Regions from separate parts of the Mus musculus genome. Here all the other regions are linked to region 2. The links are chromatin contacts, called in public Hi-C, HiChIP or PLAC-seq, Micro-C and promoter capture Hi-C maps. All regions are on one chromosome and are shown on one strand. Each heading gives the region's core, a stretch centred on a gene start, on an enhancer-like site or on the middle of the called end of the contact. The rest is flanking DNA. Distances are from core to core; before and after follow the strand shown. Region 1 has its middle 48 kb from the start of 4930533N22Rik. Region 2 holds the start of Slco3a1 (solute carrier organic anion transporter family, member 3a1). Region 3 holds the start of St8sia2 (ST8 alpha-N-acetyl-neuraminide alpha-2,8-sialyltransferase 2). Region 4 has its middle 52 kb from the start of Sv2b. Region 5 holds the start of 1500012K07Rik (RIKEN cDNA 1500012K07 gene). Region 6 holds the start of Akap13 (A kinase (PRKA) anchor protein 13).

Evidence for each region. Promoter capture Hi-C pulls out the DNA fragments that hold promoters and counts their contacts. A called contact is a pair of places that touch in the nucleus more often than the background predicts. HiChIP or PLAC-seq counts read pairs in DNA pulled down with a chosen protein or histone mark.
Region 1: a Hi-C map of cortical neurons shows a contact between it and region 2, with 2.0 times the contacts expected there. The contact joins the enhancer-like site here to the promoter of Slco3a1 in region 2. A contact is called at or near these places in 6 of 39 promoter capture datasets (cranial neural crest, embryonic stem cells, frontonasal cranial neural crest and 3 more), 1 of 484 Hi-C or Micro-C datasets (cortical neurons), 9 of 115 datasets of contacts at active chromatin or transcription factors (astrocytes, bone marrow-derived macrophages, embryonic forebrain and 5 more) and 1 of 9 other capture datasets (embryonic stem cells).
Region 3: a contact with region 2 is called in an H3K4me3 HiChIP or PLAC-seq map of embryonic stem cells, with 11 read pairs. The contact joins the promoter of St8sia2 here to the promoter of Slco3a1 in region 2. A contact is called at or near these places in 1 of 39 promoter capture datasets (hippocampal neurons), 5 of 484 Hi-C or Micro-C datasets (cerebellum and embryonic stem cells), 2 of 115 datasets of contacts at active chromatin or transcription factors (both in embryonic stem cells) and 2 of 9 other capture datasets (adipose tissue and embryonic stem cells).
Region 4: a promoter capture Hi-C map of hippocampal neurons shows a contact between it and region 2, with 6 times the contacts expected there. The contact joins the enhancer-like site here to the promoter of Slco3a1 in region 2. A contact is called at or near these places in 10 of 39 promoter capture datasets (the 3T3-L1 cell line, the HPC-7 cell line, HPC-7-derived erythroid cells and 7 more), 10 of 484 Hi-C or Micro-C datasets (CD4 T cells, LSK cells, the N1E-115 cell line and 7 more), 6 of 115 datasets of contacts at active chromatin or transcription factors (DN3 thymocytes, astrocytes, bone marrow-derived macrophages and 3 more) and 1 of 9 other capture datasets (liver).
Region 5: an H3K4me3 HiChIP or PLAC-seq map of bone marrow-derived macrophages shows a contact between it and region 2, with 6 times the contacts expected there. The contact joins the promoter of 1500012K07Rik here to the promoter of Slco3a1 in region 2. A contact is called at or near these places in 6 of 39 promoter capture datasets (cranial neural crest, embryonic stem cells, hematopoietic stem and progenitor cells and 2 more), 2 of 115 datasets of contacts at active chromatin or transcription factors (bone marrow-derived macrophages and embryonic forebrain) and 1 of 9 other capture datasets (embryonic stem cells).
Region 6: a Micro-C map of embryonic stem cells shows a contact between it and region 2, with 9 times the contacts expected there. The contact joins the promoter of Akap13 here to the promoter of Slco3a1 in region 2. A contact is called at or near these places in 2 of 39 promoter capture datasets (embryonic stem cells and hippocampal neurons), 3 of 484 Hi-C or Micro-C datasets (CD4 T cells and embryonic stem cells) and 2 of 115 datasets of contacts at active chromatin or transcription factors (astrocytes and memory CD8 T cells).

Annotation. Positions count from the first base shown.
Region 1 is chr7:75,075,913-75,080,780 of GRCm38.p6, reverse strand. No RefSeq gene overlaps it. Among named protein-coding and RNA genes, the nearest start is that of 4930533N22Rik, 48 kb to the right of the region's middle. Within about 2 kb of position 3,025, at least 7 of the 459 cell types and tissues checked have an H3K27ac peak or open chromatin away from gene starts, as enhancers often do. A contact at or near this core is called in cortical neurons, where this site is marked.
Region 2 is chr7:74,552,422-74,557,464 of GRCm38.p6, reverse strand. Slco3a1 (solute carrier organic anion transporter family, member 3a1) reads left to right here and starts at 2,685. Exons shown (of 10, transcript NM_023908.2): 1 at 2,685-3,054. The coding sequence starts at 2,875.
Region 3 is chr7:74,011,322-74,015,752 of GRCm38.p6, reverse strand. It overlaps St8sia2 (ST8 alpha-N-acetyl-neuraminide alpha-2,8-sialyltransferase 2), which reads left to right and starts at 2,071. Exons shown (of 6, transcript NM_009181.2): 1 at 2,071-2,356. The coding sequence starts at 2,259.
Region 4 is chr7:75,359,024-75,363,707 of GRCm38.p6, reverse strand. No RefSeq gene overlaps it. Among named protein-coding and RNA genes, the nearest start is that of Sv2b, 52 kb to the right of the region's middle. Within about 2 kb of position 2,792, at least 11 of the 459 cell types and tissues checked have an H3K27ac peak or open chromatin away from gene starts, as enhancers often do. A contact at or near this core is called in cerebellum and hippocampal neurons, where this site is marked.
Region 5 is chr7:75,306,558-75,311,263 of GRCm38.p6, reverse strand. 1500012K07Rik (RIKEN cDNA 1500012K07 gene) reads right to left here and starts at 2,562. Exons shown (of 3, transcript NR_045814.1): 1 at 2,348-2,562. It overlaps Sv2b (synaptic vesicle glycoprotein 2 b), which reads left to right and starts at 2,002. Exons shown (of 13, transcript NM_153579.4): 1 at 2,002-2,390.
Region 6 is chr7:75,452,611-75,457,151 of GRCm38.p6, reverse strand. Akap13 (A kinase (PRKA) anchor protein 13) reads right to left here and starts at 1,618. Exons shown (of 37, transcript NM_029332.1): 1 at 1,404-1,618.

The DNA of each region.
Region 1 (4,868 bases), core at 1,776-4,275, 520 kb before region 2:
TTATTCTTGGTCATATTATCCGTTCTTTCTTTAAATGGTAGAATTTATTTCTCTCATATCATATACAATGTTTTATCATTGCAGAAAAAATTTAAAACTATTTCTCATTTCTATCTTTACCGAATGAATATTCCAGGTTCATTTTGTGTATTTTTCTACCTCAACCGTAAAGTCAGCTATGTCTCCAAGGAGCTCTGGTTATTTGGAGTGGAGAACAGGTTTAGAAACCAAGATTTGGCCTTTAAGTTTTGTCTTTGGCCAACAAAGCAAAAAAATAGATTATGTGTTTGTGTATCCATAAGCATGGCTATTATGCCTATATTAGAAATGACACAAGCTTTTCTTAGTGTCTACAGCTTTAAGTCCTTCCCACATAGATCACTGTAGCATTCTTGCTTGAATTTCCCACTCCAATAATGAGAAACTTGGCTGACACCATCTGCTATCCATTTATGTAATTGTTCAGTTCTTGATGATATATGTAGCAATGCTACAACTCTTAACTCAGTCAGTGCATTTTTATTTTATGTTATTTTTTCTGTTCATATTAGTAGTTAACACAACAATGGTGGCATGCATACCTAACACTAAACAGCAAAATTTGATCAACTTAACTTACATCCTGATAAACTTTGGAACACTTGAACTTCAGCTCTCCTCCCATCTTATTCATTACATGGCACTTTAATTCTCTGTGTATGCGTGTGTGTTCATAGGTATACATTACTGCATACTGTTTAGTTTATGTTTAAAGAGAATGTAGTTTTCTTCATTCTCCATTCTTTCTTAAATCCTGGCTTTTAATCTGAGATACCCTTTTCTTCGTTTGAATATATCTTTTAGCCTTTCCTTCAGTGAGAATCTTTTGATCATGAATTTCAACTGAAGCTTGTGTGAAAAGTTTTTATTTTGCCTCTCACTCTTCTTTGCAGATAATCTTCTTAGGTACAGAAACTTTGACTGCTATGAAGTTCCTTTCAGCTCTCTGAAAACAACTGCTTTCTATTTTGGCTTTGCTTGTTGTTACTGAATGAAGTCCATCCCCAGTTTACTTCCACCCATTGAGGGAGATCTATCTCTAGGTCCTTTTATACATGTCTTTTGGTTATTATTATTATTTCAGTATGGCCATGTCACATCTATTTCCACAACATGAATGTGTATATAAATATATGCATGTGGGCACACACTGGCACATACACTCACACACACACACACCCCTCCACACACAGAACTCTTCCTATTTATCCCGATGGATATTCTAAGCCTGTGGGGGTCAATTTCACATATTACGTCTAAGCATCTCAGCCATTACTGCCTTAAACACTGCCTTTGTTTCCTTTCCTGTCTCTTCTTCTTCAGCCATTCAGGTTATACTTCTCTGTGTTTGTGCTACTGTGCTGTGTCTGGGAAATGCCATTTTCTTTTTTAATCTCTTTCTGGATATGTCAAATTTGCTGTCCAGCATAAGCACTGAGTTCTTACATCCGTTTGTTTTGTCTTTTATATCCAGAAATTCTAAGTGCTTCTTTCAAATCTATTATAACAAGCTGTTTTTAGTGTCCTACTAACATTAAAAAATCCCTGCCCCATTTTGTTCAACTGTAGTAATCATGGTTATTTGATTAGTTTATAGTTGAACTGCCTGCTTCCTGCTTCTTCTTATTCTCCATGTCCATCTGGTTACCTGTGATCACAGCTTTGGGAAAATTATTTGACCAGACTCCCCTAGCTCAAGGATGAATGTGCTTTCTGGGTTCCCTACAGAGGGCTTTTCACTCGTATTTCTGGCCCATTTCAAGTGAGTCTTACCTGAGAGGAGGAGGAGGATAATAAGTAGTTTTTAGCGTATCACCCCAACCTTAATGCTCCTGGTCTCAAGGATAACTTGGGATGGAATTTCCCCCTCTACCTCCGCACAGCCAGATGATGGAGTCTAAGCAATTACCATTGGCAAATAGACCCAGGCACACACTCTGCTTACTACAATCGTGATTTATACAGCATACAATAATATTATATATTTTGGCATTTTTGTCTTAACATTATAGTTGTTTCCTTGTCCTATCAAAACTGTTTGTATTTTTATATTTTCAATCACATTAATAATGTGATCAACTTTTAACACAATTATAAACCATCAGTAAATTGTGATTACTCTTTTAGATGCCTCATGACAGAAAAAAAATGAAAATTTCAAAAGGGCACAATTAAAACTTCAACTTGCAAATGGAAAACAGAAAATTGGATTTAGTAATTATAATAGATGAATTACAAAAACAAGGGCATGTCAATCCCACTCAATGTAGCTAAGAAGTTAAATATTAATATTAAGAGGTGCCAATTAGTTGCTAGATTTTGATTTCTGGTTTACCTTCCTCTGGTGAGTGCTAATGTGTGTGTGTGTGTGTGTGTGTGTGTGTGTGTGTGTGTGTGTGTGTGTACCAGATAACAATATCAAGATTCATCTTAACAGACATTCACCTTATTTTCTTAGGGTCTTAGGTCCTTGGGTTTGCCAATTATGCTAGGTTTGCTGGCCACTGAGCCACAGGGACTCCCCTGTCTGCCTTTCCAGTGAGGGGATTACAAGTGTTTGACACTGTGAGTAGCTCTTTAAAATAGGTTTTCTGGGTTGAACTTTGGTCTTCATGCTTGAATGAAAAATATTTCAATAGCTGAGCTTTTTCCTAGCCTTTGGGCTACCTCCCTCTGTTCTAGATGGGCATGCGCTACGGTCTCTTGCAGTTCGAATGCTAACAACCACAGGAGAATGAGGCCTGCTTCAGTGTGAATCAGGTAAGAGTTTTCAGGTCAGTCTGCCTTTGTTCTAGGGGTGTAAATTGCTACCATGATTCTGAAGACCAATTCAACCACACGATGTGCAATTAAGTGTATGGATAGCCTGCAGCCTGCAATTTTCCTTCTGAATAGGGTTTCCAGAGAAACGCTCACATAGGCAGATCAAGATATGTACATGAGTATGTTTGCCGAGGAAAAAACTGGAGGCAGTCCAACTGTTCATTCCTAGAAGAATGGAGAAGTAAAATACGACATGTGCGGATGACAGAATGCCACCCAGTAGCCAGAAGGAGTGAAAAGGAGCTACAAATAGAAATTTCTCAAGTACACAGTGTTAGATTGAATAAACAAAGATGAGATCTGTGGCTTCATCATATCAGTTCTGGTAACAAACCACCCCAAACTTACTGCTTTACAACGCTTGTTTATTACTTGTTTATTATTATTTTGGTCTAGCCTAACCTAAGGGGTAATTCTGCTAGTCTCTCCTGGCCTCACACAGTGTCCCTAAAGTTGACGGACAGTGTGCTATCTGCCTTTGCTGTGTAAAATGGCTTCATCCACAAAAGTAATCATTGACATTAGTTCTTTGTGTCTGGGAGGACTTCATGCCTATAGCGGCGTAGCTTAGGTTTTCTCCTGCAATGCCAGCCAATGTGCCAACACTGAGCAAAAGAAGACATCAATGAACAAGATATTATCAAGCCTTTGCCCAAATCATGTTTGCTAAAGTCCTATAGAATAATTATGTTCCAAGCCTTTGGAGCCTATGATAGCCCAGTAAGGAATGTTGTTCACTGGGTACTGTGACGGCCATATCATCTATACTATTAAAGAAGACTTTTTAAAGTCTTTTTTTTTTTTTAAAGAACTGCATCATTTCTCTGTTCATATACTGTAGCTCTCTGGACATGGTGGAGGTGGAGGCAGGAGGATCAGAAGCTTCAAAGGCTATATAATGAGTTTGAATTCATTCTAGGCTACAGAGCTTCTGACTCAATAAACCTCAAAAAAAAAAAAAAAACCCAAAACAAAACCAAACCCAACCAAACAAACAAACAAAAAAGCCAACCAACCAACCAACCAATCAACCAACCAACCAAGCCAACCAACCAAACAACCAACCAAAAACCTAGCATGGATGAAGAAATGTGTCATGAAGTCCTACCTGGGGCTTAGTTTTTATTGGCAGTTGGTGGCTACTTGGAGAGATGGCATCAATTTTCTTCAGGAATGCGGTTCCTAAGAGGCTTGCCCATGCTCCAGTAGAGGGGCCTGCACTGAGGCACATCCTGGCAGTACCAACTGGACTCAGGGGGCTTAAGAAACAAACACATACAATTGGAAGGGTACAGTGGTGGGTGATATGGCAGGAATTAGAGTGGAGTGAATGGGGCCTGAGTTGACTCAAAATTTACTATATACGTATATCAAATTCTCAAATAGTAAAACATAACACAAATATTGGAGCTTTAACTCCACTAGCTCAGAATATAATAATATTAAAGATAAGGTCTTCAAAAAGGATGATGTTTAATATGAGCATCTTAGAGTTGACTTTTTTTTCTTTTTTTGAGACAGAGTTCCACTATTTAGCTCTAGCATGTCTGAAACACACTTTGTTGATGAGACTAGGCCTTATACTCATAGAGATATGTTTGCTTGTGCCTCCTGAATGTTGGGATTCCATCTTACCTGGCAGAGTAGACTCTTAAATAGTAGGCTTTACTCTAGTGTGATAAGTAGCCTTATAAGGAGTTAGCATTAAAACACAGAGGGTGCCCAGGGTTGTACCCACAGAGGCAAGATCAGGAGGATGCAGGGGGGTGTCCATATGCAAATCAAGGGCAAGGGCTTAGTAGAGATCAACCCTATGAACACTTGGATCTTGGACGTCTATTCTAAAGAACTGTGAGAAAATAAATACAAATTGCTTATTACACCCAGTCCATGATATTATATGATGTTAGTCTCAGAAAATGAATATAATGTTAATTGGATAAAAATCTAAGATGCTCCCTCAGAAGTCACACTAAAAACGGTCTATAGATGTGATTGTAATTGAG
Region 2 (5,043 bases), core at 1,436-3,935:
AAGATAGTTCATGTTATAAATCTAAAATAAAGTCAAGTTGCCTTCCCCTGAGTCTACATGAGGCAAAGTGATTTGAAGCAGAGAGCCCGGGCTGAGACAGAAGTCCTGTTCCAATTTGGTGTGTGACTTTGGGCTAGCTACTACATCTCTCTGAATTTCTGCCTTTAAGGAGAACGGTGTGACTCTCACCTTCCTGGTAGGACTGCAGGATGAAACAGTAGACATTTTGTTGGCTCTGCCAACCTTGACTGAGTGAGTGGGTGGCATGGGTCAAGTTAGTTCCCCTTCCTAGATCTCAGTTTTCTCCCTGAACAAGGCTAAGTGCACCATCTAGTTTAGAAGGTTGCTGTGGGGTTATGGTAAGGTGCTGCTCTATACTGAGGGCTTGGTCAAGGCAAGCACAAAATGAACATCGGTATTTGTGTGATTGCAGGGTATGTAAATGAGTCTCAAAGACTAACACACCCCGATATTTCAACCTTCAGCCTTGTGACTCATTCAGAGGGAGATTCCCCCTGTCTTCCAGCTCACCAAAGGAATCAGGGTTAGTGAGGAGGGACTATGTAAGGGCAGAGTCATGAGAAAGATCAAGAACAAGAAGCAAAAGATCCAAAGAAGGTTGGCAATGCATACCCAGAGGTGGCAGAGATGGGAAAGGTACAGCCAAACAGTAAGGATTTCAGCCATGGTGTAATAGAGCCACACACGAGCCCAGAGACAAGTGTGCCCCCCCCCCCCTTTTTGGCTACCAGACTATTGAATTAACAGTCCTGAAGGAATTGGAATTCCTCTACCAATCTCAAGCTGCCAGAAGATCAAGGTGCCAGCCACAGGAGGAGCTTGTCTTCCAGGAAGGTAGTTGGCAGAGCTAGTTGACAATTTGTCAGACCACCCATAGCAGACTGGAGCCCAGATGTTGATGGGTTAATGATGGGCAAGACTGTACCTTGACCTGGACTACTTAGTGATTCATATCCTTTTGTACCTAAAGCTCATGCAGAACATGGAAGAATCAGTTAGAGAGTGGGGAGATCACTAGACCTGTCTATTTGTTCTTCTTCCCAATGGAGCCACAATGAATAATCTTTCTTCTCTTCTTTTGTTACTTGCTCCTTCAGTTGGCATTCCGAAGACAGGGGGCTGAGCCTAGCTTCTTAGGGCTGCCAGGACACAGGCTTTGACCCTAACAACTCCAGGATACAATACCACTGGTAGAGAAGAACACTGTAGAGAGTGATGCCAGAGAGTAATTTAGGCCGAAGGTACCCCAGACAAGGGGAGGCACATTGAAAACCACACCAAGACTAGGTGAGGTCATGTCTGGAAGACAGATGGATGAAGCAATTTATATTTAAATGGTAAGGCAAACAACACACCCCCACTGTGCCACCGTCTATTCTTACTCAATTTCTCTGGAAGAAAGTAGAAATTATGGCCGGTGCTAATTGCTATGCACTATTGAATGTAAGCCTTGGCATTGGGATATAGGCCCTTGGGAAAGCAAGGAAAAGTTCTCCAAATAGGCTTTGGCTTCTCCATCACTAACGTGGACAACAATGCTAGGTATTTTCTGTTCGTATCCACTTTTCTCTTAGCTTCCAAACGCTGCTGCCTGAATCAGTACATCCTATCAGAGGCGCCTTGTGGACCAAAATCCTAGGGAATGCTGGGGAGCAAGGGGCGGAGGACTGATGACAATTGGCTCTGCTGCATGCTGACCTTCAGGCCAAGCCAGGGAGGGCCACAATAGTCAGGAGAGGGGTGGGGACACAGCAGGCTTGTGGCTCATCCCTTCCTGAACTCCAACCGCAGGCCGCTGGAGAACTAAACAAGGCCCTCTGCTGGGGTCCTTGTGATCTGCAGTTGCCTGTACTTGGAGGCTGGGGGAAGATGTGAGACTCCCTGAAGCTCTAACTTCCCTTCTCAGAGGTTCTGTTTCTTTCTCCCATTTTCGGGGAATGGGCGGTTTAGATATGTCCAGTAGCCACTGAATGCAGGAGCAGAGGCTGGCAAACCAAAGGAGCCAATGGCAGCTCCTATCTCGGCATCTTCCAGAGCCCCAGAGCACAACGTCTGTCCTTAGAAATCCCTAAACCAAGCCGAATACAGCTCCTGCGATACTCTCTTTATGAAAATTGCTTCTTCTCTCCGGCCTTAGCAGTCCGGTACCCGCACTAGAAGTAGGGTGCCTGGATACTCCCATCTCTGCACCTCATTGCTAGTCCTAGTACCACCCAGTTTCCGCCTTGGTGCCCTGGGCCCCACAATGCCTCCTAGTGGCCGGGTAGCACCTTCCTCGCTCAGCCTCCTACCCCACCAGGACTCCTGGATTTTGCAGTTTCGCTGGGTAGTTAGACCCCGCCGGCCTTGACCATCAGCAAGCCCTTAGTGCCCCAAGCAGGTCCCCTCGTGCCTCCCAGGGACGCACCCGCAGCCAGTAGCGGCGCAGCCCGGGGCTCAAGGCGGCGATCAGGCCCCGGCCCGGGCTTGGGGCGCTAGGGGTGAAGGCAAGCGAAGCCGGCGGGCCAGGGGAAGCCGGTGAAGGCAACGGCGAGAGTCCGAGAGAGGCTAGGCGGCGGCAGCAGCGGGCGACGCGAGGAGTCCCTGTGATTGGCACAGCCCGAGCCGGAGGAGGCGGCGAAGGGAGGGCGGAGGAGGAGGAGGAGGAGAAGGAGGAGGAGGAGGAAGGGAGCTAGCGCGGCGGCAGCGAGGAGCGGAGCCTTCAACCTCTCTAGCCGCGGCAGGACGGGGGCGGCCGCCGCGGGCCCGGGGCGGGGACAGTACGCAGCCTCGCGGCACGCACCCCCGCCCGGCAACGGCCACGACACCCGGGGCGAGCGGGAAAGCGGCGGCGGCGGCGGCGGCGGGGGAAGGATGCAGGGAAAGAAGCCGGGCGGCTCGTCGGGCGGCGGCCGGAGCGGCGAGCTGCAGGGGGACGAGGCGCAGAGGAACAAGAAGAAGAAAAAGAAGGTGTCCTGCTTCTCCAACATCAAGATCTTCCTGGTGTCTGAGTGCGCCTTGATGCTGGCGCAGGGTACGGTGGGCGCCTACCTGGTGAGTCCGGGTGCCAACTCTGCGGCGGACCCCCTTCCCTGCCGGCGCTTCTCGGGCTTGCCGCCTGGCACCGGGAAGGGGCCTCGCCGGCTCCGGGGGCAGGCGGGCATGACCTCGGCCCGGCACGGAGGTTGGCGACTGGTGCAGAGGCGGCCGCCGGGGGAGCTGCCGGCCGGAGCTCGGAGCGGGCGGGACCGTGGATGCCGGCAGCTCGCGCGCCGGGCAGGGGCTAGGGAAGGGGTGCCTGAAAGGAGATGCCGCAGGCAGGTGGGCATGAAACTGTTTCTTCTCCCCTCTTGAAAACGGAGCCATATGGCGAGTTCAGGGAGCCTCCTCAGAGACTGGAAGGCATCGCGGTTCAGGTGACCTGCACATGGGAGGAAAAGCCAGTTAGCATCCTGCGTCCTCTACTCTCCGTTTCATCCGCCCGGTGAACGAATCATTATGCATCTTTTTTCCCCCTGGCTCTTTCTCCATCCACCAATTGCTGGGGGAATTTAAAAGGCGCCCGAGTGTGGCCCTGAGCTCAGCGGTAACTGCAGGGGGACTAGTCCCACCCAGATCCCAATAGCCATCTTTCTGTGGAGGGATAAAGTTATAGTACCTGGAGAGCAGCTGCGAGTTTCTGTAGTTCTACCTTAATTCCCCATCATGGTCGCTCGCCCACACGGGGAGTGGATCATCTGTACAATATGTATTTGCTTTATTTGTCTCCAGAAAGGGATTATTGATGCCCAAAGGCCCATGGACACCTACTATGCCCAGGGAATCCACTTGTAAGGATTACCAAGTACCTACTTTGTCGCTTTCTTCTGTCTTGCTCAGGTGGTCCGCACTTGAGTTTCAGACAGTGCACTTCCAGACCTATTCTGTCTACCCAGGAAAAGATGTCTTCGAGTGGATAGTGTTAAATCATTACTTGGCTATTGACCTGAAACTGGAATCAAATGTCATAGATTTTAAGTGTTAGTGAGCACATTTGATGGAGATCGAATTGGACAAGATTTCAAAAGCGGTTGGATAACCACATCCAGAGATAGAGCTATGTGTATCCTGATGCTATCATGAATCCCTCATTCCTGGCCCAGGGTTAAAGTTAATGAGGGCCAGACGCTGAGTAGCCAGAACTCTCAACAGTTTCCCAAGGCTCCTACAGGCTAATAAGATGAAGGGACATAGCGCTTGGTTAAAGATAGTTATGTGGTGACTTGGAAGTGGGGGTGGGGCTCTACAGAGTCAATTCTGTTCCTGGGGTGACTGAACTGTAGAGCATTTGAGAAATCGTATGCATTTTTGTCACCCTTTCCCAGATAAACAGTTTTTAACTCCCCATTTCTGTCTTGTGTATAATATTGTCCCTGAACCCTGGGGCCAAAAGAACATTTGAGTATTCTGTTTTCCCAAACGTATTCCTTTTCTCTGTGGTTGTCATACTAAGCTGTAGACTGTGGCCTTTGCTTGGTGAGGATGATGATGTTTGGAGAAGCAGCTTTTTTAAAGAAGAGATTTGACTGTTAAAACACTTAGAAGTTACATGTGTCTCTAGAGGCAAATGCACATTCCTACTGATAAGTGTGACTCCGTACCGAAGCATATGCAAACTAAATTATATCTAAGCAGGTCTTCGTGTAAAAAGAGGCAGTTTATTCGATCAACAGCTGGCTCCTGTTTAACAGCTTCTTTGCCTTACACCAGGCTCCATTAAGGGTGTGGTATTCACATGTGGCAAAAACAGCAAGGCTGGACTTCATCATCCCAGGAATGATGAACATCTGAGATTAGGAGTTTGCACTTCTAGTGGCTTAGGGTTTTAGAAGGAAGTGAAGAAGAGCCTTAAGCAGAGGAGTAGCCTTTGTTCTTTTAGAAAGTTAAAAGGCTTCCATTGTGTCTGGCCTTGGGAGGTGAGGGGTCACCGTGCATCGCAGGACAAGGATAGGACAGGAGGCATTCTATCCACCAGCTGGTGGTATCTGGTCACTTCTGTCTGTC
Region 3 (4,431 bases), core at 822-3,321, 540 kb after region 2:
CTTCAGTGTGTGTGTGTGTGTGTGTGTGTGTGTGTGTGTGTGTGTGTGTGTGTGTGTGTGGTTGTTGCAGTTGTTGATCATGTTCATGTGGAGTGTGTACAATGTATTATAATTGCACACACACATGCAGGTATGTGTGTACAGAGCCCAGAGGTTAATGTTGGCTGCCTTCCTCAGCAATGTTACATCTTATTTTTTGAGACAGTCTCTCACTGAACCTGGAGCTTGCCAATTCAGCTATACTGGCAGGCCAGCAAGCCCCAGGGACCTGCCTGTCTCTGCCCTGCCCTTGGGCACTGCAGTTAGAGATGCACATTACCCAGCTTTGAACTTGGTTCGAGAATTCCAAACTCAAGTCCTCATGCTTTCATGTGCACCAAGCCCTTGACAGACTGAGCCACCTCCTCAGCTCTGAGATGCCCTCTTTAGACATCTCCCTACTTGTACTGAAAAGAAAGAGTGACTTTCAACAAGGTGCTCAGCCTCTGAAAGTCACCCCCAAGGGGGAAAGTGTGCTACTCTTGGGTACTCCTTGAAAGGGAAGGAACTGATGTGCAAGGGTGGGGGGGGGGAAGCAATGAAACACCCTGGAAGGGGCGCATCCCTCCTCTGGGAAAAAGACAACTGCTGCTGGCACTCAGAGGAGACCCCTGAAGAACTTGTCCCCCACCTTACCACGCTGTTTCCGTATCCTGTCAGCAGGCAGGGCATAGAGGCTCTCCCTGCAGGTGAGAGCTTGTCCTGAATCACACCACTACCACCAGTACCACCACCAACAACAACAACAATAAAAATAAAAACAGCAACAAAACCCAGCAGGCCTCCTGCAGAGACCACTCCCTTTAGCCTGTTCCTCAATGAAGAAGTGTGGGGAGCTCCCTAGACCTTCACACCTTGGCCTGGGAGAGACACGGGAACTACACTAAGGGAACTACTAGCTCCTCCTTGGAGTTGTTCTGGAGGACAACCGACTGGGCATCTCTGTTTATCTACAGGTGCTTCCCAAACAGTAGGGCACTGCATTGACATTCTCAACGCCTCTGACAAGCAACCTCTAGGACCCTTCACTAACCAAAGGACGATCTGGCTTCTTCTGAAAAGTTACATCCAGTGTGTGTGTGTGTTGTAATCTAGTTCTAGTAAAACTTAATGAATGGGTTCTTCCCTCTTGACGCAGCAGGGCAAAAGGTAACGGTAAAGTGAGCTAAAAGGGTCTGAAGCAGGGAAATCGTTCGGTATGGGGTGGGGGGGAGGAGCATCTCCCTTTGTGGGAAGTGTATTTTTCTAGAAGGCCTTTTGATCATGATAGGACTCCAGGGGTTTATTGATTAGACCAGAAAAGAGCACGAGCTAAGGGGATGAAGCACGTACAGTACCAGCCACAATGTGGGTACTATGCCTGCTCTTGGAAGTAGAGCAGGTACTACGGGGATCCCTGGGTTCTAGCCATGACCTCAAACAACTCGAGAGTTCCATGCTCCCGGGCTTGGGTCTATAAATGGACAGAGATGACCGCCCATAGAGAAGGTGGTGTTGTGCAGGCTGAGCACCTCGCCCACCAATTGCCATGAACATCGCTGGTGAAGTTGGCCCCTCTTGCCCATTTCTTCTCCCCTCCTCTCTTCCACTTCCCCTTTCAATTCGTCAACTGCTGAAGCGTAGCCCAGAGGATACCGCCTCCTCGCAGCGCGCCGGAGACCGTCCCCAAGGTGCTAGTCTTTGTGTCGGGAAAACTTTGAGAGGAAGCGAGGGCGCTGGACAAAGAGCGAGCGACGCTAGGCGTTTGCCAAGCAGCCCCGGGTGCTCCGAGTTGTCTGGCTCAGCTCAGTCTCCGGGTCGCTTTCGATGGCCGGAGCCCAGCCTTCCTAGGCCGGGAGTGGCAAGCTCCCTGAGCCCTCTCGGGCAGGAAAAGCAAAGGCGGGTGGGTGGCCGCTAGAGTTAGTGGGAGGAGACCAGGCAAGGCGCGGAGCAAAGCTGTCAAACTGCGCCTGGAGCCCAGTGCGGGGCGGGGGGGAAAGGGGGGGGGGAGAAGGAGGGAGGGGAGGGGAGGGGCGGGCAGGAGCGGAGAGAGAGCGAGCGGGCTCGCCGCGCCAGAGCAACCCTTGTCTGTTGCTGCTGCTGTCGCCTTGGCCGCCGCCGGCCAGGACTCGCCCGGAGCGCAGGGTGTGTGCCCTGCTGCGCGTGGAGCGCGGAGGCTCCTTCAGCCCCAGCTCCTCGCCCCGGCCCGCGCGCGGGTCCCGGAGGGCACCGACCCCACCATGCAGCTGCAGTTCCGGAGCTGGATGCTGGCCGCGCTTACGCTGCTCGTGGTCTTCCTCATCTTCGCAGACATCTCAGAGATCGAAGAAGAAATCGGGTAAATAGCCTCCCTGAGCCCGTGCCCCATCCCCGGCGGGATCTCTTCTTCCCCTGGGCTCCTTACTCCCCATCCGCTTTGTGTGCGCCGCGCCCCCCTGTCGCTCAGCTGGAGGGATAGTGCCGGCGGTTTGGGCTGGGGGTGGCAGTGTCAGGGGCCCGGGACGCTTTAGGGAGTGGATGATGGGGGCGCGGCTGCCGAGGGGCGTCCCCGGGCGGGGTGCACGGGCAGCTGTAGCCGCGCGGCGTGGGGAAAGCGGACTCACCCACCCTGCTCCCTGTCCCCTAGTCCCTTCCCCCGGCGTGTGCGCGCGCGGTGTCGCCGGGGTCGAGGGAGGGCGCCGGGGAGTGTCTCGGGCGGGTAGAAGGACGGAGAGTGGAGGCAGGCAGGAGTTTCTTTGTCTCCGGCTCGGCCGTTTTCTCGCCTTGGCAAAGTGGGCAGGGGGCGCGCGGGGGATCTCTGAGCTGGGGGAGGGGAATCCCCTGGCGGGAGATGAGTGGGAAGGGCTCCGTACCGACTCCTGGGAAGGGGAATGTGCCCTGAACACACCGGTACGCACCCACGCCTCCCGCCGGCCAGCCCAGGATCCGGGCGTGGGGGGTAGCACCGCTAAAGGTGTGGCGCGCGGTGCTGGAGACCAGGGCTCTCCCCTGGCTTTGGGTGCTCTGACAACCCTGCGACGGCCCCAGGCAACCCCAGGTTGCTGAGCGCTCACAGCCGGCGCCAAGACCCGGGGAGGTTGTCGGAAAGTCTCCAACGCCGCCCGGTGGGCTTCGGGGTCCCCAGGAGCGCGCGATCTCAGCTTGTCCCTATCTCTTCAGAGGTAGGCGGGACCACACCTCCAGCTGTGCCTGGTTCGGGACTTCTTGGAATGAGCTGTCTAACTGAGCTGGGCTCATCAATCAGGGTGTCCCGTGGGCTGAAGCTGGCTCCCGATCCTACAGTCTTCTGCACGCGGAGCCCGACCCATGTCCGGAGCCTCCAAACCGTGGTGGAACATGTAGGAAGGCAGCAAGGCTCTGAGGTGGCCTTCAGTAAAAGGGTGAGGTCCCTGAGAGCACAGGAGGCGGATTTGATTCTCTGTGGGATTAGTGAGGAGCCAAGCTCAATCAAACAAGCGTCCTGTGCTGCGTGCGCCCCTCCTTTGTCCAACTTCGTTCGTAAGGATATAAGAACAGAGAATGGATGGGTCCTGCCTTCAGATCCCTCCAAAACAGAGAGAGTCCAGAATCCAAGATGCTGAGGCCCTAGGGACCCTAACCTAATAGCAGGTGCCTCTTCCTACCCTTTGCTTTCTCTCTCCCACTCACTGTCCCTTTCTGTAACCCCACAAACCATTCTATGGACTCCACTATGTTTCAAGAGTCCCTCTCTGCTTCATTCCTCTCGTCCTCGGTTTCCCCAAGAACTCCGAAAACTTTCACTTAATGTTCAGTTAATACACTCTGTGCCGCCAGCTTCTCGGCAGAGACAGAAACGAACTGCTTTCCCATAGCTTCTCTCCTGGTGTGTGGTCGGAACAGAAATTGGTGCAGTCACATTCTGAGATATGGACTAAAGCGCTCCCGGGTCACTAGATGACTTTGACAATGGGAAAAGGAAAGACCTTCAGATGCCTACTTCTTCTGGGGTGTGTGTGTGTGTGTGTGTGTGTGTGTGTGTGTGTGTGTGTGTGTGTGTGTGTGTGTATACATATGCTCCCACTTCCAGGAGCAGGCATCCCGGCTCATCAATTCGCTGAACTTTTTACTGAGTCTCTTCTATGTGCCAGGGACTTTTAATTTTTAAAATGTAATGAGAAGATCAGTTACACGTGGTGTCTCCCATTCCTGCCAAAGGCATCTTGAAGCCTTCACTTTCCACAGTCAAATTCTTCCAGCAGGCAGACAGAAGTTTCCAGAGGAGCATTTACATATAGAGTGTGTATTGAAAACTCAAGGCTCTTGTGCTGTGGCATACTGTGTTTTACCAGGGGATCCCTGAGTCTCCCCCATCCCCACCCCCATACCTGGACTGATCCTAGTAAGAAAACTGTCGACTAGCCCACCCTGACACCTTCTATAGCATCATCTCTG
Region 4 (4,684 bases), core at 1,543-4,042, 810 kb before region 2:
ATATGTTTTAGAAAGATTAAAAGTAGGAGCTAGAGAGATGTTGCAGTAGTTAAGAGTACTTTATTTCCTCCCAGAGGAGCATAACTTTCGTTCCCATTCACACTGGGCAGTTGCACAACCTCTAACTTCTTGTAACTCAAGTTCCCGAAGATTTCACACTCTCCTCTGGCCTCAAAGGGAACCTGCACACGTGTGGAATGAAAACACACACACACACATACACACACATACAGGGGAGAAGGAAGGAGGGAGGGAGGAGAAGGGAGAGAGAATTAAGTAAATCTTTTTTTTTTAAAGTTTTTTTTTAAAGATTTGTTTGTTTGTTTGTTTGTTTATTTGTTCTATGTAAGTACACTGTAGCTGTCTTCAGATACTCCAGAAGAAGGCTTCAGATCTCATTATGGATGGTTGTGAGCCACCCTGTGGTTGCTGGGATTTGAACTCAGGACCTTCAGAAGAGCAGTCAGTGCTCTTAACCGCTGAGCCGTCTCACCAGCCCGTAAATCTTTAAAAATGTAAATCCAGGAGAGATGGCTCAGCTGTCAGTTAAGAGCACTGACTGCTCTTCCAGAGGTCCTGAGTTCAATTCCCAGCAACCACATGGTGGCTCACAGCCATCTGTAATGGGATCTGACGCCCTCTTCTGGTGTGTCTGAAGACAGCTACAGTGTACTCATCATGTAAATAAAATAAATAAATAACATCTTAAAAAGAAAAAAAAATTAAAATGTTTAAAAAAAAGGTAAATCCAAAGGTGCTATATTTTGTTTGCTTGTTTGTGAAATACTGGGGATTGGGCCTAGGACCACATATGCTTGAGGTAAGTGTTCTATTGAGTTATACTTGCAGCCCAAGATGCTGACTTTTGATGACACATGGCTTTGAATCCTGTGTGACTGTTTTCCGGCTGCTTTTGGATCCGGATGTGGTACTCTCAGCTACCTCTCCCGCACCCTTGTTGTGGATAGCCCTGGGGCTAATTATAGTTGCTGTTAGTTCCGTTCTCCTGTGCGTGGCTGCGAACAATGAGTCAGCACTCAGGTGATTTCCTGTAAACCTGCTTTCCACCTTAATTTGTACAATAAAGGAGAGCTGATGATTGGGCAGGTAAAAGGGAAGGTGGAGAGGAAGGTTGGGAGAGAGAAGGAGAAAATGGAAGAAGGAGAGGATGCAGAGGAGGAGGAAGGAGAAGAAAAGCAGAGCAGAAGCACATGGCCTGGAGAAACCGAAAGTTCTAAGGGACCTCATAAGCTATGGAAGATGGTAGTGTAGCCGTAGATCTGCCCAATCTAGGCACACAGCATGTATTCATATTAACTGAGTCATGTTATCATTGCTGGGGCATATTTGGTTGGAGATACACCCTGTCTGCCTGCTTGTTTCCATTCTTCTTGCCATGTCAATAATGGGCTAAACCTTTGAACTGTAAACCAGCCCCAATTAAATGTTTTCCTATATAAGAGTTGCAAGGGTCATGGTGTCTCTACACAGCCATAGAAACCCTAAGACATACACATTAAAGTATATTTTATTGGGTATTTTCTCTGCATTCATTTGGGCTATGTTAACTTCTATATCAGGGTAACATCATTTGCCAAAAAATTAACACAATAAAAATACACTGCTGTTTTAGATTCCCCACCAAACTGGTTGGGAAACTTTTGATATGGCTTGTCAGAGCCCAACCTCCTTCTGTCTTGTGGCTCTTGCTAGGCTCTCATGTAGTTGATGGGTTGGGATAATGGTATGGAGGAAGCTCGTGTTTCTCAATCAGCAGCCTAAAGTGACTGCACCACCGCAATGTTTCCTAGCTAGAACTGGTCCTGGCTACAGCCTCAGGCTGGGGATGCAATCCTAGCTGGGCTTTTCACCCACACAACGCTGATACACTCAGAGGTGGAACATGTGTGTAACCCACTGGTCTACAGACAACCAGAGACCATGGAAGTGTGTCTATCAATACATTCTTTCGAACAGTACATACTGGGGGGAAGGGGGGTACATTCTGTAATAATGTAAATGTAATATGTATTTCCAAGTATCAGTAGTGAAATGCAACACCCTCCTGTGAAAGAAGTATCCACAGCTCCAATACACGGCTGGTAGAATTTTACCAGGCTTAGCCAGTTGCAGAAGAAACTGCCATATTATCCTGAAGTGGAAGGTGTGGACATCCTACGACTCAGGAAATCTATCAGCATCATTGGTAAGGATTTGTTTTTCAATCAGCAATGACAACCGAATAGGTCAAACAGTTGCAGAGATGTCAACGAGCCCCGGTGGTTTTTGTTTTGCAACAAGACTGTATTTGAAGAGTGGGGAAAATTGACCTGGTTCATATGAGAGAGAAATCAATTTGTCCAGAGTGCTGCTGTCAAGAATGGTCCAACGTGAAGCAGAATAAGGCAGAACAGATGGATTATTGGCTCCTGATTTATTTACTGACTTAGTTAGGGCACTGCCGGTACTGCCCATTTGCTAAGCATGACTTCACTTGCTACCTGAAGCAGAATGACCCGAGAAAGAGCTGAAACAATGGGTGGGTGGTTGCCCTTAACAACCTGCCGCCTGCAGCTAAGCTTCTGTAAAATCTCGATTGCTTGCCTGCCCCACCCTGTGGTTTTGGAGTATAAATGGAGCATGCCAACTGAACCCGGGACTGAAGGCCTTCAGACCCATCCTGGCTCTGCTCCACTGGTGGCTTCTCTCTCCCACTTTCACTGGTGTCCAAGTGCTTATTCCAGAAAGGTTCTTGCAACACATGTGCATTGGCAGCACGTTTTTAGATGGGGACACCATCACTCCATCTGCTTCACAGATGCTCTTGGAGCAGGGAGCTGATAAACGTATCTGTGCAAAGAGTCAGCGATACTCTTGCTAACTAATGGTGCATCGCTAACTTTGCAGTATCCATTCACCTCTAGAAAATATTAGCAGAACAGTGGACATCTTATAGGAATTATTTGTCATAGGATATAGAGAAGCTCCTGGGTACCATCCATGGCATTACCATGCTAATTTTCTTTCCATTTAAAGAGATGATAAAATAAATGTTTTTGTAATTGTTTAAAAATGAGTTTAAAATTTACTATTAGCGTTTGATTTGTTGTATACTTATTTTACAGACCTGAACACGTGATGCTGTGGGAAACTTTCTTGGGTGGAGGTATTGTAAGGAAAAAAAAAAAGTCCGGGAAGCTTATTGGGAGCAGGGATTTTAATAGATACCCCACAATGGTCTCTGCTGTCAGTCGGAATATAACTTGACACTTCACAAAACCTACAGGTGCACAGTGCATATACTTGCTAATGCTTTCCATGAATTCAGTCCACCGTCCCTTTGTGTCATGTGCTTGGGCAGCAGACCTTGGTGGTGGGAGCCAATGGAGGGGAGGCTTATTCTCCTCATGGTGTCTAAGAAGCAGGCACGAGGTCCGACCTTTATAACCATGTCACCAGTGACCTATTTCCTCCAAATAGATTCTACCTCCTGAAGCTTCCAGAACCTCCCAATACAGTGCCAGAGGCTGAGGAGGTGATGAACACAAGAGCTTGCGTGGGCCATTTCATAACCAAACTATAACATGCTCCTATGGAAACAGGGACTTATTCATCTCAGGTGGGCATATGGACATCAGGATGACACAGGGGCCATGTGACAGCTTACAGACTAACAGATAAGGAGACAGGAACATGATAGAAAATGTACATGAATTTTAAAAAAATGGAAATTGAGGCTGGAGAATTGGGTCAATCATTAAGAGCCCTTGTTGCTCTTGCAGAGGACCCAGGTTCAATTCCCAGCATCCACATATTGGTGGCTCAAAGTCTGTAACTCCAGTCTCAGTGGATCCAATACCCTTTCCTGACTTCTGAGGGTGCCAGAGAGATGTATGTTGCACAGACAAACATATAGGTAAACTACTAGCACACATAAAACAGTCAAATAAATAAAATTAAAAAATTTAACAAAAAGAAAATCACACCAGAGTTGCACCTTTTACCACAGCAGCAAAGATCTCCATGCATGCCAGTAACCCCTGAGACTATTGCTATATATCAGCGTACAGAGTTATCATAGCTGCTCAAATAATGCTAATATATTCTGCTTAATAAAGCAGGAGGGAGGTCTTTATTATCTGCAGGATGGCTGGTGGCAGGGGCTGACATCTGTGGTGAGCAGACATCTCTGAACTCTTCTTGGAGTGAAGAGACTGCTTGCTATCCAGTGTACTAGAGAGAGATTTATTATTATTATTATTATTATTATTATTATTATTAATTATTTTGTCTGTGTGGGACAGTTCCAGCATTCAGGAGTCCCAGATCCTGAGACCTTGCCCCAGCTCTGACACTGTATGACTCTGGATGGTTTTGAATCCTCAGAGTTTCCATAGAGGATGATAGTGGCCATGATTCTGAATGCTATGAAGACTAAATACAACATTTAATAGGTGCCTGATTTGTGGAAGTCACTTAACATGTAGCTCTTACTACCAGAGTAAATGAGAAATAAAGAATTTATAACTACCAAATGCTACCTCTATAAATAGTAAATCATCAATAAATGATGCTTTTTATTAACAGTCTGATGTGCAGATATCTAGACATTCTAATATTTTGATATTTAGTGAGTAAAAGGACACTTTCTAGACCAGAACGGGGAGGAGAGGGGCCTCTAATA
Region 5 (4,706 bases), core at 1,313-3,812, 750 kb before region 2:
AGTCAGTATTTCCCTTCGTCTTCATCACTGAAATAAATGTCAATCTAAATATACACATCTAAAACTTTGAAGTAGGATTTACATCCACATTCACATGGTATTTGATGTGTCTATATAAAACCAGACACCATAAATGAGAGAAAGCATGACATTAGTCTTTCTGAGGTTGACTTAGTTTAATCTGATTATCTCTAGTTGTATCCATCAGCACATAGACTTCTGAATCTACTTTAGCCTTTGTCTTATTGAAGGTTTTATTGCTGTAAAGAGACACCGTGACCAAGGCAGTGCTAATAAAGGAAATGTTTACTTGGGGCCAGCTTACAGTTTTAGAGGTTTAGTTCGTTATCCTCATGGTAGGGAAGTATGGCAACGTACAGGCAGACAGGGTGCTGAAGAAGGAGCTGAGAATTCTACATCTTGGTCCACAGGCAGCAAGCAGAAGGAGACTGGGTGCCACACTGGGCATAGCTTGTGCAGAAGAGACCTCAAAGCCCATTTCCACAGCAACACACTTCTTCCAACCAAGCCTCACTTCCTAATAGTACCACTTCCTATGGTTCGGCATTCGAACACACCATACAGGGCATCTGCATAACTTCCTAATTCTCTGGTATGTGTAGGTGTTCATAAATTCCTTGAATTACTAAGGAAATTATCTGGATTGTCCTTTCAAGTTCTCACTCAATGGAATGGGTAGAGGGGAATGGATCAGGTGAAGCATGGAAGCTGTTGATGTCAGTGGGGAGACACTTTTGTTCACTCGACGAGGAAGAAGTGTTTCTAAGGACAAAGGGAAGCCAATGGCCTGGTTTTAGTCAGGAAGGAACCAAGATTAGACTTACACCTTAGGGAACAACTATGGGAGGGGAACTAGGGAAGCCCTTGCAAGGTGGTTCAGGGTCAAGCCCAGGCTAAGAAAGAGGTGGGGAGCTGAGAGAAGCCTTCTGTAGCTGGAGGGGGTGATAGAAGTGAAGAGCTTGGGGAGGCAGAAGTATTGAGTGGAGAAAAGGCAAGATTCTTCTCTTTTGCCTCCACTTTGACATAATTAGGTACAATGGTTGGTTTTGTTAACAACACACACCTACACACATATGTGAAGAGCAACTTCAGTTGGGAAAATACCTTCATCAGATTGCCTGTAGGTAAGTTTTGTGAGGGCATTTTTTTTTTTTTTTTTTTGTTTTTAAATTAGAGACTGATACGGGAAGTCCAGCTTACTGGGAATGGTGCCAGTCCTGACCAGGTAGTCCTGAGTTTAATAAGAAAGGAGACCTAACATGCCAGTAAGCAGTGTTCCCCAGTTGCCTCTCCCTCATTTTCTGCCCTGACTTCCCTCAATGGATTGTGCTGGTGATACGTAAGTTCAGTAGACTCTTTCCCCACCAAACTGCCTTTGGTCATGGTATCGTTCTCATAGTTGTCCTTCTCACAGTTAGAAAAGCAATTAGGGAAGGTACTTAGCAGACACTACAGAAGACTAGGCCCCTGTACTGTTGTTTAATTTGGACTTTGAACTTCCAGGGTGACTTCGTTCATGACTTTATTTCCTTCTAGAAGGAACCCTATGCTTTGGGAAAATCTTCCCAGGCTGGCTGCATTGTGTTTGTGAGCCGGGTGTGTGTGTGTGTGTGTGTGTGTGTGTGTGTGTGTGCGCGCGCGTGTGGCATTGGTAAGAAGGAAACAGCTAGAGCCTTTCTCCAATATATTAAACCCTCCAAATTTTCCTCATCCCCTCCCCACCCCCCGGACCCTCCGCTGGCCAAGCAAGCTCTTTTTCAGTTCCAAAGGAGTTAAGAAGACCAGAACGATTTGTCAACATCTATTATCTTGGGTAGTTTGGGGATGGCATAATCCGAGGACACCCCCAGTCCAAGACCGAGCTTGGGGACAGAGCTTGGAGTCTTATGCGCCTTGGCGCCTTAGGTGGGAGGGTGGAGAGACCAAGATATTTATAGTCAGTTGGGAACAAACCTAATAGAATAAGACGTTTGCAGGTCTGTTCATCCGCAAATCCAGAAAGGGCGGGTCCGGGGAGTGGGCTCTGGCTCCCCTCCAACCTATCCGGAACTCCTCTCCTTGGATCTGAAAGGGAGTTAGAAGCAAAGAGCTTTCCGCAGTGAACACAGTGCCTGGACTAGGCTCTGGCTGATCCTTCTAAATAGACTCAGGAGCCCCGGGAGGGCTGGGGTGCTGCAGGGTGCTGGGAGCGCGCTGCACAGAGGCTCTGCACAGCGGAGGCAGCAGCGAAGGCGACGAGGGCGCGGCGATGCAGGTGTGCCCTAGGGAGAGCCTGCCTCGGTTGGGATTACCAACCGCGTTAGCCTGAGCTGCCGCCCAGACTTACGGTGTTCGGCTGCTGACCGGCTCGCTGCGGATTTTCCACCCAGGTAGGGGACGGCGATTCTCGCGGTGGTGCGGGGCTCCCAGGCCTGGCATGCTGAGACCCGTGCTGGGACCTCTGGGTGCGGTTGTTAGGAAAAGCCTCAAAGGGCAGCAGAGTTGGAAAGCAGCGCACCGAAAAAGGAGCACTTGCTGCTGCCCCGGGCTGCGCGCTTCTTTGAACGTGGCCTTCCCCAGGACTTGGAGTGAAAGCACATGAACTATTGGCGCGGTAAATAGTTTCCCAACTTGGGCTACTGACATTTATAGCTGCTTTCCACATGCTTCCTGGACATCCCTTTAGTTCAACCTTACTCCTCGTTGGCTTTTTCTCAGAGAACAGATTAAATACGTGCCCACACCTGCTGGCTCTGGACTGGGGTTTGTGTGTGTTTCTCTGTGTTGAGGGCGCCCTCCGCGGGCGTGGGAGCCGTTTCTTAGGGACTTTCTTTTTTTTTTTTTTTCTGGATGGATTTTTAGCGCAAGGAAAAGAACATGATTTGTTTTGCAGGGATGGGTGAGCAAATGCCGTTAGCTAGGGAGGAGCAAGGCGCTGCTGTTCCCTCCGCAGCAGACCAGTGGTAGATTTCTCATCTGTCGGGTACAGCAGATCCAGCTGCCCAAATGCTTTTATCTTTTATCCAGAAATTGCAGATGCAAACAGGCTCCGTTTAAAGGTAACTTGATGCAGATGTGTTGGGTAAGGTAGGGTGGGACGCTGTGGGATGCTTGCTGGTTTCTAAGCCTGTTTGGAAGGTGAATGTGGGTGGCTCTGGGTCTCAAGGAGGGGCAGGTGAGGGGTGAGAGGTGTGTGGATGGTGGGGAACTAGACATTGCAACCAGCTTGGCGGTCTCTTCTATGCTTTCCCTTGCCCTTTGCAGAAGAGGCGGCTTGCTAGAAGATGCAGTTGATATGGTGAGTGAGGCACAATCTGCGTCTTCCCTGAGTCAGCAAATACTTGCCCAACGGTTTTATGTGTCAGAGGTGGCATTGATCCTTAGGGATGAAGAGGTGATGGAAACAAAATCCTAATGTGGCACAGGCTCACACCCGGTGGGGGACAAACACCTGTAGTAAGGAGGTGTGACCAGTTCGGGATTGGTTTTGTTTCTTGAGCCATTGCTCTTGAATATCCTGCAACCCTCTCCCATTCCATCACCATCACGGCTGATGGGAAGGCAGAGCTGATGTTAGCAGAACAAGACTAGTGTCAAGGAGGCACTCTGAAGGCTGCACTGAGGGCAAAGCACACCAATGCAGGTCCGGCTTTTTACTTTTGTTCTCTTGATAAGTATTTTCTCTAAGTTTCAGGACAATGGAGTATTGAAATAGCTTTTCACAAAGGCAGGGACTCTTGCAATTTCTAAGGGAGTTTCAGAGCAGATCAACTTGTGGGACAAAAAGCCAACATTGTTGGTGGGTTATTTCTTTTGCCAGAGGTGTGCCTTACATGCATTTTGTAACTGAAAGCACCAGGTGTTTGAATAATAACCTGGCACACTGTGGGTAGTGTGGCCTTGACTGCTCTAAGAGAGCTGGTCTTTGGCAAGTATCTTAGCCTTTCTTCGAGCCTTGATTTCATCATCTGTAAAATGGAAGCAACGACACTGTCATGATAAATATGTAACACACACACTTAAAAGTATTTGCTCATCGTTTAACAATCATCATATAGTGATCATTTGGCATGAAGTTGCTACTTAAGTTTGTTCATTGAGTTCCTACCATGTGACAGGCACTTCTCTATATGTGGCAACTGTAGCATTGAGCAAACTGTGTGTGTGTGTGTGTGTGTGCAAGTGTATTACTGAACAAATAAATAAGTATTTAGTATTTTAGCCCAGGAGCTGAGATGGAGAAAAATAAAGTAGAATAAGAAACATGAGAAGTGCTGCAAGTTTTGGAGTGGGTTTGTTATCTATCTATTTGTCTATCTGTCTGTCTATCTGCCTGTCTATCTATCTGTCTGTCTGTCATCAACTCTATCATCTATTTGTCTATCTCTTTCCTATCTATCTATCTATCTATCTATCTATCTATCTATCTATCTATCTATCCTTCTATCTATCTATCTATCTATCTATCTATCTATCTATCCTTCTATCTATCTATCTATCTATCTATCTATCTATCTATCTATCTATCCATCCATCCATCCATCTATCTATCTATCTATCTATCTATCTATCTATCTATCTATCTATCTATCTATCTTTCTACCCTTCTATCATAATCATCTCTATCATCTCTCTGTCTATCTCTTTCATATCTATCATCTATTTACCTATCTAATCTATCATCTATCTCTTTCATATCTATCTGC
Region 6 (4,541 bases), core at 369-2,868, 900 kb before region 2:
AATAACTCCCAACTTCTGTCCACCTCCTTTGCTCACCACACCCACCCCAGAAAGGAAAATTAAGCACAAAGACTGTGAGTCCTGAATCCCTGTGCCTTCAGAATATTTTTCCTTGGTTTCATCAGGTAAACGAAGCTGGGTTTCATACAAAGAAAAGCCAAAAACAAAACAGAAAACCCCACACACCACTTGTCCATGTTATTCACATAGAAAAAAAAAGCAAAATGCCATGAGCAGTAGCCTTCAAAGAAAAATTTAAGTTTAACAAATGTCAAAGAAATACAACTAAAATTAACATGAAGTGACGGGGGGAGGGGGGTGGGGGGGAGGCATTGTGTTTCAGTATGAATGATAGGGTTCTCTCTTGGGAGCTAAAACTGAATTACCATTACAGCGCAAGTCTAGTCAACGAAATGCAGCGGAATGATTCCCAAGAGATGATGGTGTACAAAGTGACACACTGGTTTATCTCAGAGTCATCTCGACTGATAGGAACTTCTTTACAGACAATGAATGCACGTTCAAGAACTGGAGCGCTCCTCCTGACCCGGGCAATCCAAAAGTTTGGGGGGTGGGGGTTTAAATGAGTAAGTGACTTCGGGAAATCATGAGGGTAGTAACAAAAAACAGACAGACAGACAGACAGACAAAAAGGCACATCACTTTGTAAATCTGCTCAACGCAATGAACTCTCAAAATAACTTCATTATGAAGGGGAAAAGCAAAGACTGAAACACTCAGAGATTGCTCAATCCATTTTCATTGTGAACTCCTGAGTTCACAGTAGAGTCTAGACACTTAGAGTTAGCCAATATTTTCAGCCGAAAGACAGACACTTTCTTAGCGAGAAATAAACTGAGGGTGCGTCTCGCACCCCAGTTAAGTGTCAGCGAGCCTATTTACGAAAAGCAGTGATTCGCTAGTTCTCAAAGTGCTTGCACTAGAGCTCGAGGGGCAGAGGAGTCGAATGCGCCACCGTTCCCGGGGCGCCCACCGCGCCCCCCTCCCCATCTCGGGAGAAAGCCCCCAAAGGTGGCCGGGGCGCGCAGTGTTTACCCGGCTTGACTGCCCCGGGGAGCTGCTCGTTCCCGGAGCCGCACTCTCTGTTCGAGCGGCGCGCCCCACCGAGCAGCCGTCCCTCAGAGGAGAGCCGCAGCCGGCGCCACAGAAGCGGGCAGCAGAGGAACGTGGGTCCGAGGAGGCCGGGATCGGCGGCCGCGCTATCCACCCCTGGCTGCCGATGCTAAGAAGGGTCCGCCACCCGCGTCGCGCCCGCGCGTCCCCGCGTCCCGCAGCTCGCGCGCGCGGCCGAGAGCAGCCGAGGGGGAGGGGCGGCTGCGCGCGCGCCCCCTCCTCAGACGCCCAAACTTCCCTCAACTCCCTCAACTAAGTTGCGCTCTCACCGTGCGGCTCCCCGGGCTCCCCCGCGGGCCGAGCCGGAGCAGCTCCGCGCCTTGGCCGCGGAGAAGGACAATAGGCGGCCGCTCCCTCGGCGGCGGCGGTGACGGCTGGAGCAAGGAGCAAGCACGGCGGTCTCAACCGAGCCCAAGAGCTTAGCAGCAGCAGCTCCGGCTCTGCGACCGCCCTGCACACAGACCTGCCCACCCGCGCATGCGCCGCCTGCGGCCCGGGGTGGGCGGTGCAACGAGCCAAGCCTAAAAGTTTCTATTGGACAATTAGACTACCCATCATGTTCTGTGAGCCCAATAGGAAGGCTTCTTGGCAGTTGGCTCTGGTTGCTAAGGAACGATGAGGTTGACCGCCACTGCTGCCAGGCGGCAAAGTGATCAAAGTCGGGTGGCTGGCAGCAGCTGCTGGGGAAATGCCCACCCACCTTCTCCTATCCGCCCCATCACCGGAAGCCACCCTTCCTCTGTGCGCCTGGTGCTTACCTAAGTCGGAGCACTTACCACACGTTGACGCTAAGACTCAATAGAGTCTTCTTAAGAGTCCAAGGTGGAGCGGCACAAAGTACTCAAGTATGTTGGATGGGTGAAGATTGTCACAGTGACTTTGAGCTATTCGATCACCACAAAATCATTGCCTTTGAGTTGCTATGGACTTCAGAAACCATCTAGTTGCTTCGGAGAAACCAAGTATGGACATGTTCCAATGGTGACCCAAGATACTACATTAATTGGTACAAAAAGAAACTTCTTTTTGATAGTTACATATTGTAATGTGTTATTAAGGGAAAACATGCCTATAATGCCAAACTATTTTGACATGTTATTTTTTCGGTCAATAGAAAGTTGGGGGGGGGGGGAGCCGGGGATTATGAATATTACGCAAGAAATGTGAGGTTTTCTGTGCAGTTTAATATTTATTGTGGTCGAAGTAAGAAAGGTAGTTTCCTAGGAGGAGAAGGGTATTGACTGGGAAGGAACAGAATGGAATCTCTGCGAGTACTGGCCTTGCATTTTTATTTAGGTGATCAAAACATATTAATATGAAAATATTATGTGGCTGTACCCCTAAGATAAATACCCCATTGGGGGACAGTTTCCTTTAAGTATTGGACTCCCTCTGGCCAACCATCTCCCAGTAGATGACCCAGCACCCACACAGCTATGGACAGTACAAGTTGAACACAGTGGATCATAAGTTTTTTTAAAGAGCAGAAGGAGAATAAGAAGTTGAGAGGGATGGGTTGGGAGAATGTGGCCAAAGTATATTATATGAATGAAGAAAATGTTCAAAGAATTATATGAAAAGATTAACTTCATATAATTTCAAAGTCAGTTTAAAAAAAATAGTAATACAAGATATGGACCTGCCAAAAACTGCAAGAATGGAAGTCACTGTCATTTGGGAAGTTTTAATCCAGACAAGGTCACTACCATCATGAAAATATTTAACAGAAAGTATTATCAGTGCCTGGTGATTGTACCAGGCATTTTCTGTTGTTAAATGTCACTTTCCCTTTTTAAAATTATTTTAATTGAAAAGATGCTTCATATAACATGTTTTGATCTTGTTTTCCCACTCTCCAGTTCCTCTCAGATCCTCCCCACCTCCCTACTCATCCAACTTCATGTTTTTTCTTTTCTTCTTCCTTCATAAAACAAAAGCAAAAAGTACGAAACACAAAAATGGAAATCAAACAATCAAATCCAGGATCAAGTCCAAAAAGAAAAAGAAAGCCAAAACACAGCACAATGAAACAAAAAGTCCACAAAAATACCACTGAGTCCATTTTGTGTTGGCCAATAACTGGAACATGAGGCCTGCCCTGAAGTGTGATTGATAAAACCAGTGAGAGTGCATTGGAGAAAACGGATTATCCCTTTGCCAGGGCATATTGATTGTATATATCTTCTTGCTTAGAGGCTGGGAGCCTATGACCCCTTCCTCCCTCTAGATGCTGGGACTCCTGGCTTGAACCTTTGCAAATCTTTTGTGTGCCAACACTGCATGAGTTCATATGCATATCAGTCCTATTGTGTCTGGTAGTCACTGTTTCTTGTAGTCATCCATCACCTCTGTCTCTTACAGTCTTTCTGCCTCCTCTTCCTCACTCCTTCCTGACCCTTGAGGGCAGGGGGTTGGTTAGAAGGTCCCGTCTAGGACTAATGCTCCAATGTCTGTCCCACTCTATATGTTGTGCACTTTTTGGTCTCTATGTTAATTCCCATCCACTACACGAAGCTTCTCTGATGTGGATTGAGCAAGGCCCTTATGAGTATAGCCATATGACACTAAGAATCGTTATATTGCTATGTTCCTTTAGCAGAAGAAGAATAATAGGTTTCCCCTAGACCCAGGACCTATCAAGTTTCAAGTTCTTAGCCACTTTAGTAGTCAATGTAGGTTTGGGTTTCATTTCATGGAATCACAAAGTGGTTGGTTACTCCCATAACATTGGTGCCACTATTCAACTAATATGTCATGTCGTCAGGTCATTGTTCTAAGTCACAAATTTTGTTGCTGGATAACATCAATGATTACTTTTTCTACTCCAGTACCTTGCAGAGTAGCTTCCAGTAGCATGGCAGCTAGTCAGTAAAGGGGAAGCTTCTAGTTAGTCACCAGCTCAACCCTTCCATGTGTGATGACACACGCAGCTGTTATCTTCAGCAACCGGCCTTTACCATCAGGTTATGGGGAGTAGAAACAGCCTGTGATACTTGAAGGTTTCTATTAGGGCCCCTGTGGCCAACAACGCAACAAGATATCGCCCATTCCTGGCACTGGAGGCTTTAAGGAGTGGCATATGATGTCCAGTTGTCTCCCTGTTATTTAGTGGTTCCTTTTAGATGCCTTTCCTATGTTCATGTATTTTAGGAAGCTTCTACAGTAGGTTTCCACATTGGCTTTTCAAAAGTAGTACTTGTCCCTCCACACAGTCCCTTTCTTACACTTCTCTCCTATTCTCATCTCAATTTAATCCTCCTAGTTTCCCCATTATCTTTCCATAACAATATATTATATTGCCCCTACATATAAGACAAAACTTAAAATATCTGTCTTTGGGAATCTATGGTACTGCACTCAGGGTAGTTTTTTTTTTCTAGCTCTATCCATTTACTCATAAATTCCAT